Linked DNA regions of Danio rerio: region 1 is linked to region 2. A link is a contact called in public Micro-C data. All regions are on one chromosome and are shown on one strand. The core of a region is the stretch at or near the end of the contact, and the rest is flanking DNA. Distances in the headings are between cores, read along the strand shown.

Region 1 (6,110 bases), core at 1,808-4,307, 220 kb before region 2:
AAAAAATACCTGATACTCCATGATTTGATTAAAAATGATTCAAATTCCCATGACTTGTCCTGGGAATTGTCCTGACCTGAATGTTTATGAAATTTAACATCTTCTGCAAAACATTTACCTTCATAGAAAGCTACTTTAGGTATTAAAAAAAATCATACAGGGGTAGCATAAATGACCCGTAAACAGTTTAAATGCTTTTCATATGGATTAAATAGATTAAAAAGAGAAGAAAACCAGTAGGACTGAGTGTATAGTATAATATTACAAGCTCTAGTATAAGATATAGTACCATATCCAGCCTCTCTGCCCACATCACTCTGCACAAAGGCAATAACGCCGATGCCTGTCGCCAGCAGACCATTCCGGAACCAGGACAAAAATCCTGCAAAACATTCATAAGAAAAAAAAAAGTTAATTAACATTGCTTTAGTTAACTGGTTTAGTTAACTGGTAGTTAACTTGATGCAGGCAACAAAACAGTGATGCAATGCTTTTCTATAAAGTCAGAATAAAAAAAAAAACTCATTCATATTTAAACAAAGGGATTAGAGTAGGGATGCTCATTTCGGTTAATTTTGCTAACCGACAACCGCCGCTCATTAATCGGTTATTAACGGTTAACTGGTCAGATACTATTAATTTTATATTAAACAAATTGACGTGTCTATTTTGTGTCTGACACATTAAATATTGCATAAAACACTGATTTATTTTTAAATGCTAGCATATTAATAATAGAACAATACGACAGAGCATTTTCACGCACCTGCAGTGTTTAGCACAGAAGAACAGAATAAACTAAATAAAATGAATGAAATAAATAGGACTGCCCTAAATAATTTTCAAATTAAATAATTAATTTATATTACAAATCGAAAACACTGACTGATTATTTTATAATAACAGGTATAGGCTGTTTTTTTCCAATCATATTTTTGTCTTCCATCAAATAAAATAAGCAGACTTCCTCAAATCGCTCGCTCCACGGAAAATATGCATTTATTTAATGCCCCCCTTGTATTATTATAATCACAAAACCTTTTACATATTTAATACAAATCATTATTTTAAATATTATGTCTTGCTATATGGTTTCTTTTCTCTTCATCGCGGCTCAAGTGCGAGCGCTGCGTGATGAAAAGACAACAACAACGCGCGCATATGTTGACTTTTTGTAAACAGTTTTGTTGTTTAAATATGATATTGCATTAATGTTCATACATGCTTTATATGCTGTAAAATAAAAGGTAAAGCCTATTTGTTGCGTTTATGATGCAGATCCAGGTCAACATCAGCGCTTTTTTTGGCATCAACACGTCTGTTTCAAGCAATATTCTTCTTCCATTTAGCTTCTTTGGCAAATGTGTCTGTATGCACGGGTTATACGTTATCGTCCCGCAAGTTAGTATGTCTTGCAGTTGAACAAGGGGCCGACCACAGCTAACGTGCTTTTTTCATTCCAAAAACGCGAGGCACACCTCACTGCCCTTATGTTGACAAGGAAAAAAGAAGAGAAGCGCGGTCCTCTTATGAAACGACTGAATCAGCTGGGTATCGATTGTGCAAAAGTGTTGCTGTATAAGTTGATAAAATTGTAATATTTAATAATATTATTATATTCAAGATTTGTACATTCATACAACTCTGGATAACTTAAAACAGCGATTAGACCTTCATAGCGGCAATAATGTGTCCTGAAGTAAAGCGAAACGGCTATAAACTCCAGCAAGATAGAGTGATTATATACAGAGCCATATACCTTTATCTATAAATAAAGTATAACTATAGAAACTGTGTTCATCTTAACTGAAAGCTTCTGCGTGTTTGCTGGCCTCACGCATCGCACACTCTAAAAATACTGTTCATAAAAACATAATGTTTCTCTAGTTATACTGTAATTAAAGCAATATTATAACATTTTAAATAATTATTGCTAAAATATTTATAATGCAAATTTGTTATTTGGTTTGATTCATGGGATTACATTTCTTTCCCTCAATAAAGTCTTATATTTATTTTTGTCAGATTGCTATAAGCTTTCATATTTGCAATTTTGCGATTCTCATCATAGCCGATTAGGTTTGATTCACAGCTCATAACGCTTTAAAACAGAAAAATTCCAAAGGACAAAAAAAAAGGAAAATTAAGTCAATGCTACTAAAAAATAAAGTGTCTGGGTATACTGTTGTACTATACTTACACAAAATAAAATAACCATCTATTACTATAGATATAATTATAAAAGCATTCAAAGTAAAATAACATAACTTTCCATGACTTGTGTTATTTATCTGTAGACATTTGAAATCTATGTATTGGTCTATTGGTGTATGGACTATCATATGACATTATGAATTGTTTATTTTTTTTGTTTATTTATTTATTGCTATTTTGATTGCTATTTTGGCGCTTGATATAACAAACAGAAAAATAAATAGCCAATAAGGGGGAAAACATCGGCTTAGTCTTGCTATTATTAATTTCATAATAATCATTTAGACAGAAAATCTCACCTGTTTCATGTGACTTTCGCAGCATCTAAAAAAGTTACAAACAGATATTTTAATAATTAGAATTATTGAATATAATTATTTTTATACCACAGTAATGTCACGCATTTCACACGACAACATATTAATAACACCTCCATGAATACAGTCATATTATTGCTATTTAGTGTATCTTAGTAGCCTACCACACATGTTTTTCGTAATTAATGCAAACTATTATTGAAACAATTTTAGTTCTAAACAAATCAGTGCAAAGGAGTGGGTGAGTGAGTGTTTTAATGTTTACCAGAGCATCAGCTTTATCTAGTTCTGTGATGTACTGCTGCTCCACTGCTCGTGCTCTACTGTTTAGCGGGTTTTTCTCCGCCGCCCGGCGAACGCTCCCCCGGTGAAGCGCACGCACCGGAGGCCGCACATACTGCAACACCGGCTGCCGCACGAGTTGAGCGAACGGACACACGAACCGAGACAACCGGCTACCCATTAACCATCTGATAGAAGCCATTGCTTATGCTGTAAACCCAAAACACGACCTTTTCCCGACCTCTGAACTTCGACACTGCCAGTGAGTGCACGTAAAGACGCTTCCGCGTCCACGCGGGACTCGGCGTGTATTTCAGTGGCGCCATCTATCCTTACTTCCACATGTGTGAAGCTATCTATCTACGAGTTTAATGTCATTGACTCGTTTAATTACTTTTCTTCTACATCTTAGTTCTTATTATTTTATTCTGTTCATTTTTAAATCACCGATTTTAATAGTTAAAAAGGTTTAAATTAAATCTTTGGATGATTTAGTCGACTTTGTGTCCAAAGGATGGCGCCAAAACATAACAAAGGTCCCCACCACACCAAACCTCAACTCTGACTTGGTAAGTCATCATGATAAGATAAAAAACCATAAATATGACAAAAAAATGTGCTTGCGCTTTTGCACACAAACTTTTATGTTATTAACGTTATCTCATTCTGTCACACAATCTATCATATTTTTTGGTAAATCACATAGGACAAAATCAATGATTTGGTCAAAAATGATATATATGGAATATAATAACAATAATAAAAATGTTTAAAAATAATTTATGTTAGAATCATAATTGAAGAGTTCAGATCCTGTCTGAAATTTCAGTGGAAAATTAACATTTTCCTTAGTTTATGTTGCATTATTTTATTTTAAAGACCCTGAAAAAAGCATATTCTTTGACATAAATGTGAAATTACTCAACCTACCCACAGGAGCCTGATAAAAATGCTAATTTTAGAAGAAAATTTCAGATGGCATTTAATGGTTTTTGCATCTGAACTCTTCAATTGTAAGGAAAAGTCATAAATTTCACCTGTCTGCTAGATCAGTGGTTCTCAAAGTGGGGGTCGGGACCCCCTGGAGGGTCACAGGAAAATGACAAGGGGTCGCTTGGTGATATCCAAAACTCAAATAAATTTTATTAAACTATTAGAATTACCATATTTTATTAATAACCGACAGAATATAGTTAATAGTTGCATTAAAGAAACAACAACATAAAAATAACAATCAGCCATCAGCCTTTAATTTTAAAAGCAAAATGTAATTAAATCCATAAATGACTGTATAAAACATCATATGGCTAATAGACTGTTGCATTTTTGTGTTGTCAATAAGCTCATGTTTATATTTGCCTATAGTTGTGTCTGCAACGTTTACATATTTACAGTACAACCACCTTGAAAAATGGGGGTCGCGAGCCACTGATGTGATCATTTTTGGGGTCGCGGGCTGAAAAGTTTGGAAACCCCTGCGCTAGATCAGTGGTTCTCAAACTGTGGTATGTGTGCCACTAGTAATACACGCGCTTCCTTCTAGTGGTACGCAGAGGAATCCAATATGCCTTATGTACTTGAGACATATTTTTCAGAATTTATCAAAAATGGTTCATATATGAATATGATGACATATAGCCTATATTTATGAGGTCCAAGCAACATTTCCGTTTTGATGAATAGGATACTGGTTAACACTTTACACTTAAGTACAGCATTTTTTTTTTTTTACTTTTTAGGAACAGTAGCCTACCATTTTTTAATGAACTTATAAAAGCACATTTTAAATTAATAATCTTTGTTGGTATGTTTGCCTTTTTACAAATAAGCACAGTACAGTGTTAATGTTCAAACTATTTAAAATGTTTAAAGTGGTAATATAAAAATAATAAATAAAACTTTGCAGAGCTGTTGCTGCTTTACTGGGCCTGCTACGCTACATATTTTAATACTGGTCATTATGGTGGTACTTGGAGAGACAATTTTTTTCTGAGGTGGTACTTGATAAAAAAAAGATTGAGAACCACTACTAGATAATAACCATAAAGGTAACACTTTATTTTAATGGTTGATTTAAATATTAGTAGACTGTTTGCTTAATATCTGTTGATATCTACCTGTCAACTTACACTAACCCTAACCCCAACCCTGACCCCAACCTAAAAGTCTACTTATAATCAAATGAGAATTAGTTGCAATGTAACTTAAAATTCAACAAAAGAACCATCAAAATAAAGTGTGATCACAATTACAGAGATTGTTATCTAACATAAATGCATATAAAGTTAAATAAATTAAAGTCAATTAGGAAATTGTCAAAGAAATAATTGAAAAAGAAGATCACTGGTTCGAGTGCCGGCTGGGTCAGCTGGCATTTCTGTGTGGGATTTAAATATTCTCCCCAAGTTCGCGTGGGTTTCCTCCAGGTGCTCCGGTTTTCCCCACAGTCCAAAGACATGTAGGTGAATTGAATAAACTAAATTGTCCGCAGTGTATGTGTATGCATGTGAGAGTGTATGAAAGTTTCCCAGTACTGGGTTGCAGCTGTAAGGGCATTCACTGTGAAAAAATATGCTGGATAAGTTGGCGGTTCATTCCGCTGTGGTGACCCCTGATGAATACTGAAGGGAAGGGACTAAGCTGAAGGAAGATAAATAAATGAATAACGTCAATCAGGTCAGAATAATGAGGAAAATTCATACATTACATTAAAATGCTTATTTCTGTCACGATTATTATTATTAAAATTATTTTAATAAAATGTCATAGTTTAATTTTTCCCACTAAATAAAATATTACATTAAAAACCTTATTACTTTCTAATTGTGATATCAAAAAGATAAGTAGAAGTCATAAATGTAAATGTAACTTTCATCAGAATATTTAAGTATTACAAGTCTCTTTGATCAAGACCAGCAATATAGTTTTTAGTATTGCAAGTTTTTTTTTTTAAATAATTTATTATGAAAACCATGCAGTGTATTTCATAATAGCATTTATATCTCATATCTAATAAATGCTTTATGCCAGTGGTTCTCAAACTGTGGTAAACATTCCAGTAGTGGTATGCTGGTTTCCTTGTAGTAGATCATGAAGAAATCACTGAATAATAAAAGAAAATTACCATACTTTTGACCATTTGATGTAAACAATAACATGTTATATTTAAGTAAAGCAATTTTCTTTTTACTTTTTAATTAACTTTTAAAATCACATTTTAATTTAAATGTTACTTTTTTTCCGTTTGTTGTATTTACCAGTAAGCACAAGACTGTGTTGATGCTGATGTACTAGCTA
Region 2 (5,799 bases), core at 1,177-3,676:
ATTTGTTCTGTAGACCAGTGGTTCTCAAAGTGGGGGTCGGGACCCCTTGAGGGGTCGCGGAACAATGAAGGGGGGTCGCCTGGTGATTTCCAAAAATCTACTTATTATTATTAGGCCATAAGAATTACCATATTTTATCAACAAAAAACTGAAGAGGAAAAAAACAGTCGTTTATAGTTACTATAGTAGCTTATTTACTTGTTCTATTGGATTGTGACCCCTGGGGTAAATACATTATATTAAAGACAGCAATAGCGTCAGATGCAGCAGATTGATTTTATAACACCAGGTTAAACTTTCTGGCCCATTAACAGCACTGACATACATAAAAAAATTAAACGAAGAATAGACTTGGGTCTATTGGTGTGTGTGTGTGCCATTGCATGCAAGGTTTCTGTATTTATAACCACCTCAGAGGATATTGGGGGTCGCGAGTCACTGGCATTGTTATTTTAGGGGTCGCGTGCTGAAAAGTTTGGGAACCCCTGCTGTAGACTATCAAAACAAATAGCTTAAAAAGGCTAATAATTTTGTCCCTAAAATGTTTTTTTTTTTTTTTTTTAATTAAAGACTGCTTTTATTCTAGCTGAAATAACACAAATAAGACTTTCTCCAGAAGAAAAGATATTATCAGATATACTGTGAAAATGTCCTTGCTCTGTTATACATCATTTTGGAAATATATAAAAAAAAAAAAAAAAAAAAAAAAAAAAAAATTCAAAGGGAGGCTAATAATTCTGACTTTAACTGTACATCGCAGCAAATCTAAATACTGCAATGTCAAATTTGTCATGCATGTCATGCAGCCCTATAGTGAATACTGTAAAGTTTGTTACAAAGACATAAAAAAGATACAATTTTGTTATGAGATTTGTATAATATGCCTGTTTTAATTATTATTTTTTTAAGTTAACTGATGGCATGGAGTGCTATAATGGCGTCTGCACGTGTATCGTGGCAATTTATTTTAAAATAAAAGAAAGTGTGATTAATACCTTGTCTCCGGGTCCAGTTTAGACATGACCTCTTTGTTGTCCAACAAGTCCTTTAAGCTTTTACACAATTCAACATTGGTATTAAGCCTGTAGGGCAGATTCAATTCGAATAAATGTTTAATTCGTTAAAGTTCAATAAAAAGGTGTGTGAGTCCAGACCCACCTCTCCACCATGGTGCCAATGTTTATGCAAGTCTTCTCTGCTGCTTCTCGGTATGATGGGTCAGGATGAGCTACTTTAATAAAGTCTGCCTACAAACAAATAAACAAATGAATTATTAAGTGATGAATGAATGAGAAAAAAAACACTTACTTAATGTATTTTTAAAATATGTGTCAACGTTTTAAACATCTAACTTTGGTGTTTGTTGTCTAATTAAACAAAAATGATATTATTTACATTAAATTGAAAGTGTGTTTAATTGAAGTGCATTTTGTTTCTAACTAATATGACAAATAAACATAAATAAACAAATGTATTTTATTATGTTTCTTTGTGTTTTTCTACTTACGAATACAATAAACATATAGAGACAGTTGGGTACAAAGACAGTTTTTCCAATATCGTAGACACCTAATTGATTGATTACCATGTCAGCCACTCTACACAGGCTGTCTGAGAGCTTGTCAAATATCTGTACAGTCTGGACTCCAGCAGGGCAGCGACAGGCTTCCTCTACTAGCTGCTCTGTCTCCTGCAGGGCTCGATCCTGTACCACCTCAAAACCATCCACCGAGCTGAGCTCCGGGACCCCAAACAGACCCTGAAACAACAACAACATAGTCAATGATCTACTTCATTAAATGAATAGTTCATCCAGAAATTAATAATGATGTCATAATTTACTCACCTTTTATTTGTTCCAAACTTGTTTGAGTATCTTTCTTCAGTTAAACACAAAAAGATAGTTTGAAGAATGCTGGAAACCTGTAACCATTTACTTCCATAGTATATGCTTTTCCTACTATGGAAGTATATGGTTACAGGTTTTCAGCTTCCTTTTAAAATATCTTTCATTGTGTTCAACAAAAAAGAAACTGGTTTGGAACCACTTGAAGGTGAGTAAATAGTGAATACATTTTTATTTTTGGGTGTACCATGTTATCCCTTTAGGGGTATACTCTCACCACATTCTGCTGGAAGAGCTCGAGCCTCCTCTGGACTTTGGCGTTGAAAGCGGCTCCTACCGGTGACCAGGTGCTCACTGTCCGGCAGAGTCTCACCGCTGCCCCGCGCCCAAACAAACACACCAGCGGTCTGACGCGGGTCACCGACATTACTGTAGACAATTCCCTCTCACGGCCAGAAAAAAACCCGACGACTAAAGCAATTAAACTGAACAACTCGGACACACTTAGCGCTCAGGACAACGCAAGTTTGAGGGGGGTTAGGAAAACACACATGCCATGATGCCATGCTATTCCAATGACAGCGAGTGGGTGAATTTCACAACAGCACTTTCGAAATGTAAATAAATAAGGGGAAACTTTGGAAATTAATTGCTGATGGGGTAGAGCTTAATTTTTTGCATTTTTAAAACACGGTAGTTAATTATAGTATGGTCTGATTATTGAACAAATGCCTAAGGAGGTCACAGCGAGTTTAAAGGGAAAGTGAAAATGAAGCGAATCAGCTCTGGTATTACAAAATAAAAGTTCGATCCATTATTATTATTATTATTATTATTATTACAACAAGAAAAGATTCTCACATAACCTAATATTTATTTATAGTTAACGTTATATTTTTGTATTATTACAACAACAACAACAACAACAACTACTACTACTACTACTACTACTACTACTACTACTACTACTAATAATAATAATGACTTTAAAAATAAAATAATAACAATAACAATAAAATACTAAAAACTATTTTTATAAACTGTTTATCATAAACCTAAACATATTCATTTATACATTTGACAAAATAATATTAAATGCATAAAATAATAAAAATAATATTTAGTAGTAATAATAATAACAACAACAAATAAAACATGTATGAATTTTCTAAATTTATATATAGAAAACAAATATATAATATACAAGTTTTAATAATTAATTGACAGCGTTTTAATTGATAGTAATTGATGATTAAATAAGAATAATAATGTTCATTTTTATTTACTTTCATGTTTTTATTTTTATTTTTTCATTCATTATATATTTATATAAAGAAAAGTCTTTTTAAATACATACATAATATTTGTTTTATAATTAATTCCCAACACCATACTTGAAATTTGGCAAATGTAATAAAAATATTATGGTGCATGTTTATTATTTCGTCATGTTTTTCATTATTATTTATCTATTTTTTCATATTTAAAAAAAAGTTCTCTGAGCTCGCAGTGGGCGTGGCTCTTTCAGACGCAAACGCAGTACGTGCTGTGCGTGCTATGACGCGCACTCTCGCTGCAGCACTGCACAGTCACATGACAGGCGTGTAGACATTATGGAGCCCTTTCTCTGTCAAACTTTAATCCGATTTAACTTTTAGACTGCAAAAGCGATGGACAAAGCTGGAATTTTGACGGCTTCTGATGTCCAGTGATATGTCAGGTGCGTTTTATATTCTTCTCTAAAACTTACGAACTCTACATGTAAACAAGATTATGATTAACGTAGATTAAACTGTACATCACTCTCTATAAACAGCTAGCTAAGTTAGTTCCTTATTTATTTATTTTTTACATGCCAACCACTGTGACAGGTTAGCAAAATGGGAATCTCCATGTAACGTTACTGGAGTTAAGCAATGTTATCCATGCAAGCAAAACAAATGTTTGCAGAGCTGCACTTATATTGGCTTTTGTTGACAAATCGATTCAACGCTAACTATTATTGCGTTTCTGTTTGGGAACTATATGATTGACAAATATACAGAATGGTCAGTTTTTATCTAGTCGTCGTTTTTAGCGTTAACGTTACTTTTTTTTTTTTTTTTGCAGAGTCATGCTCAGTGAGTCTGTTTACTTGTGCTAATTGCTACTCTTTTTACGTGAAAGTACTATCATTAAAGTTCTGTCAAGACTAGACATTGCGTCGTAGTCTATGGTCTTCATAAGGAAAATGGTAATTACAAATTAACTAATGTTTATCACCACGCTTTCCCGGCTGAGAGACTTATTGTAAGCAGTTTTGGAACCCAAGTTGTTTTGTAAAATGTTATGTTTACATAAAAATAATTTAATAAAGTGGGTAAAGTAATATCACCCGGTTTAGTTCATTTAACCCAAGGAGCTCAGTGGATATTCGTTCCCTTAATAAAAGGTGTTAGTCTGTTCTCTGACAAGAAATGAAACTATAAGTTTATGTGTCGAACTTCTCAATTTAAAAGGAAAAATTCCTTCTATATGAAAGTTTTACTGGAAGTACTTTTTACTTGGTTGACTGGAATAGAACTTGGCTTTTACCTGGGAAATATTACATTTCCAATAAGGCAATACAAATACATTTAAAAATTGTAAAAAATCTTGATAAAGGGGTAAAATAAATGACCTTTAATACAAGCATGAAACAAAACACAATGTTTTCTTATAAAAATAAATACTAAAAAACTCTAGAGCTGCTGAAGTGGAGATTTATGAAAAGCAAAAGACATTTAAAGAAAAATGAATTTATAAATATATATTGCAATTGAAGTATACAGACAAAAACTGATAAAGTTGGACGAAAAAAGCAATTCAAAGTATTTTTGAATGTTTTCCCTACTGAAAAATCACTTTATGTAAGCCCAAAATCTCCAAATTCACAAGTATGTATTTTTCCATATTTTATATTCTACATGCTGTAATTGTAAATGAATATTCATACAATGTGTGCCCATAAATGCCTTGTATTGACTGGTGCATCACACCATCCGGGTGTAACATAATGCACCAATTTCTTTATTTCCTCTTTGTTACACAGTTGCATATGTACTGTATGAACGTGTGTGTGTGTGTGTTGTTTCATAGCTAAAGCCCTGCGTCATGTCTGTGGATGGCCCCCGGACCTCTGTTTTCACCTTCCAGTCCGCTGTTCACAGCCATCATGTTCTGCGCTCGCTGGAGGAGCTCAGACAGAAAGAGCTCTTGTGTGATGTGACTGTTGAAGTGGAGCGCAGGAGCTTTCGAGCACACTCTTCTGTGCTGGCTTCCTGCAGCCACTATTTTTACACCAGACTGACAAACCACAGCCAAGCAAACCCCACTGTCAGCTTGCCGGATGAGGTAATGTTTGATATGCTGATGGATGGCTTAGTGGTTTTGAGAAACCTATTGTTATGCTGTTTTTTTTGTTATGTTTTTTTTTTATAGTTTTAATTGATGCGTTTACTGTACATTTTGTCATCATTTACTCATGTATGAATGAATATTAAGTTCATATATCTAATGTGAAAGATATTTATACAAAAATCTGCGATTCTAAGTAAAAAAAAAAATTAACGATAAAAAGAAATAGGCGAATATCATTCCATCTTCTTTCGGCAAATTGTTTGTACTTTAGGGCTGCATAATTCTGGCTAAAATGACAATCCCAATTTTTTTGTTTAATATAAAAATCACGATTTTCTCACGATTCTGTAGATGTAAAAGTTAATATGAGTAGGCTATTATTATTTTTATTTCTCACCCATATGTTAAGCAACACTAATAACATTAGGCCGTAGGTCTACTGTTGGTTAAAATGCTACATTTTGTATAGACTTGGAATGGTAGACTTGAACATTTGTCATTTAATCAACACTATATAGCCCCAGTAAACAGTTATTGTCATCCACAACTCTTTGTGTTCTCTATGGAAGAAAAAA

The links. Hi-C and Micro-C count contacts between places; a contact is called where the count stands out from the background.
Region 1: a contact with region 2 is called in a Micro-C map of caudal fin, with 6 times the contacts expected there. The contact joins the promoter of tmem160 here to the promoter of mipepa in region 2. A contact is called at or near these places in 4 of 18 Hi-C or Micro-C datasets (caudal fin, embryo, hematopoietic stem cells and 1 more) and 1 of 4 datasets of contacts at active chromatin or transcription factors (caudal fin).

The regions. Positions count from the first base shown.
Region 1 is chr15:9,553,728-9,559,837 of GRCz12tu, reverse strand. tmem160 (transmembrane protein 160) reads right to left here and starts at 3,057. Exons shown (of 4, transcript NM_001128700.1): 1 at 2,797-3,057; 2 at 2,514-2,538; 3 at 290-382. The coding sequence starts at 3,015.
Region 2 is chr15:9,338,371-9,344,169 of GRCz12tu, reverse strand. It overlaps mipepa (mitochondrial intermediate peptidase a), which reads right to left and starts at 2,426. Exons shown (of 21, transcript XR_012390606.1): 1 at 2,124-2,426; 2 at 1,586-1,759; 3 at 1,159-1,247; 4 at 996-1,082. It overlaps bach1a (BTB and CNC homology 1, basic leucine zipper transcription factor 1 a), which reads left to right and starts at 3,441. Exons shown (of 6, transcript NM_001040313.2): 1 at 3,441-3,566; 2 at 4,964-5,218. The coding sequence starts at 4,979.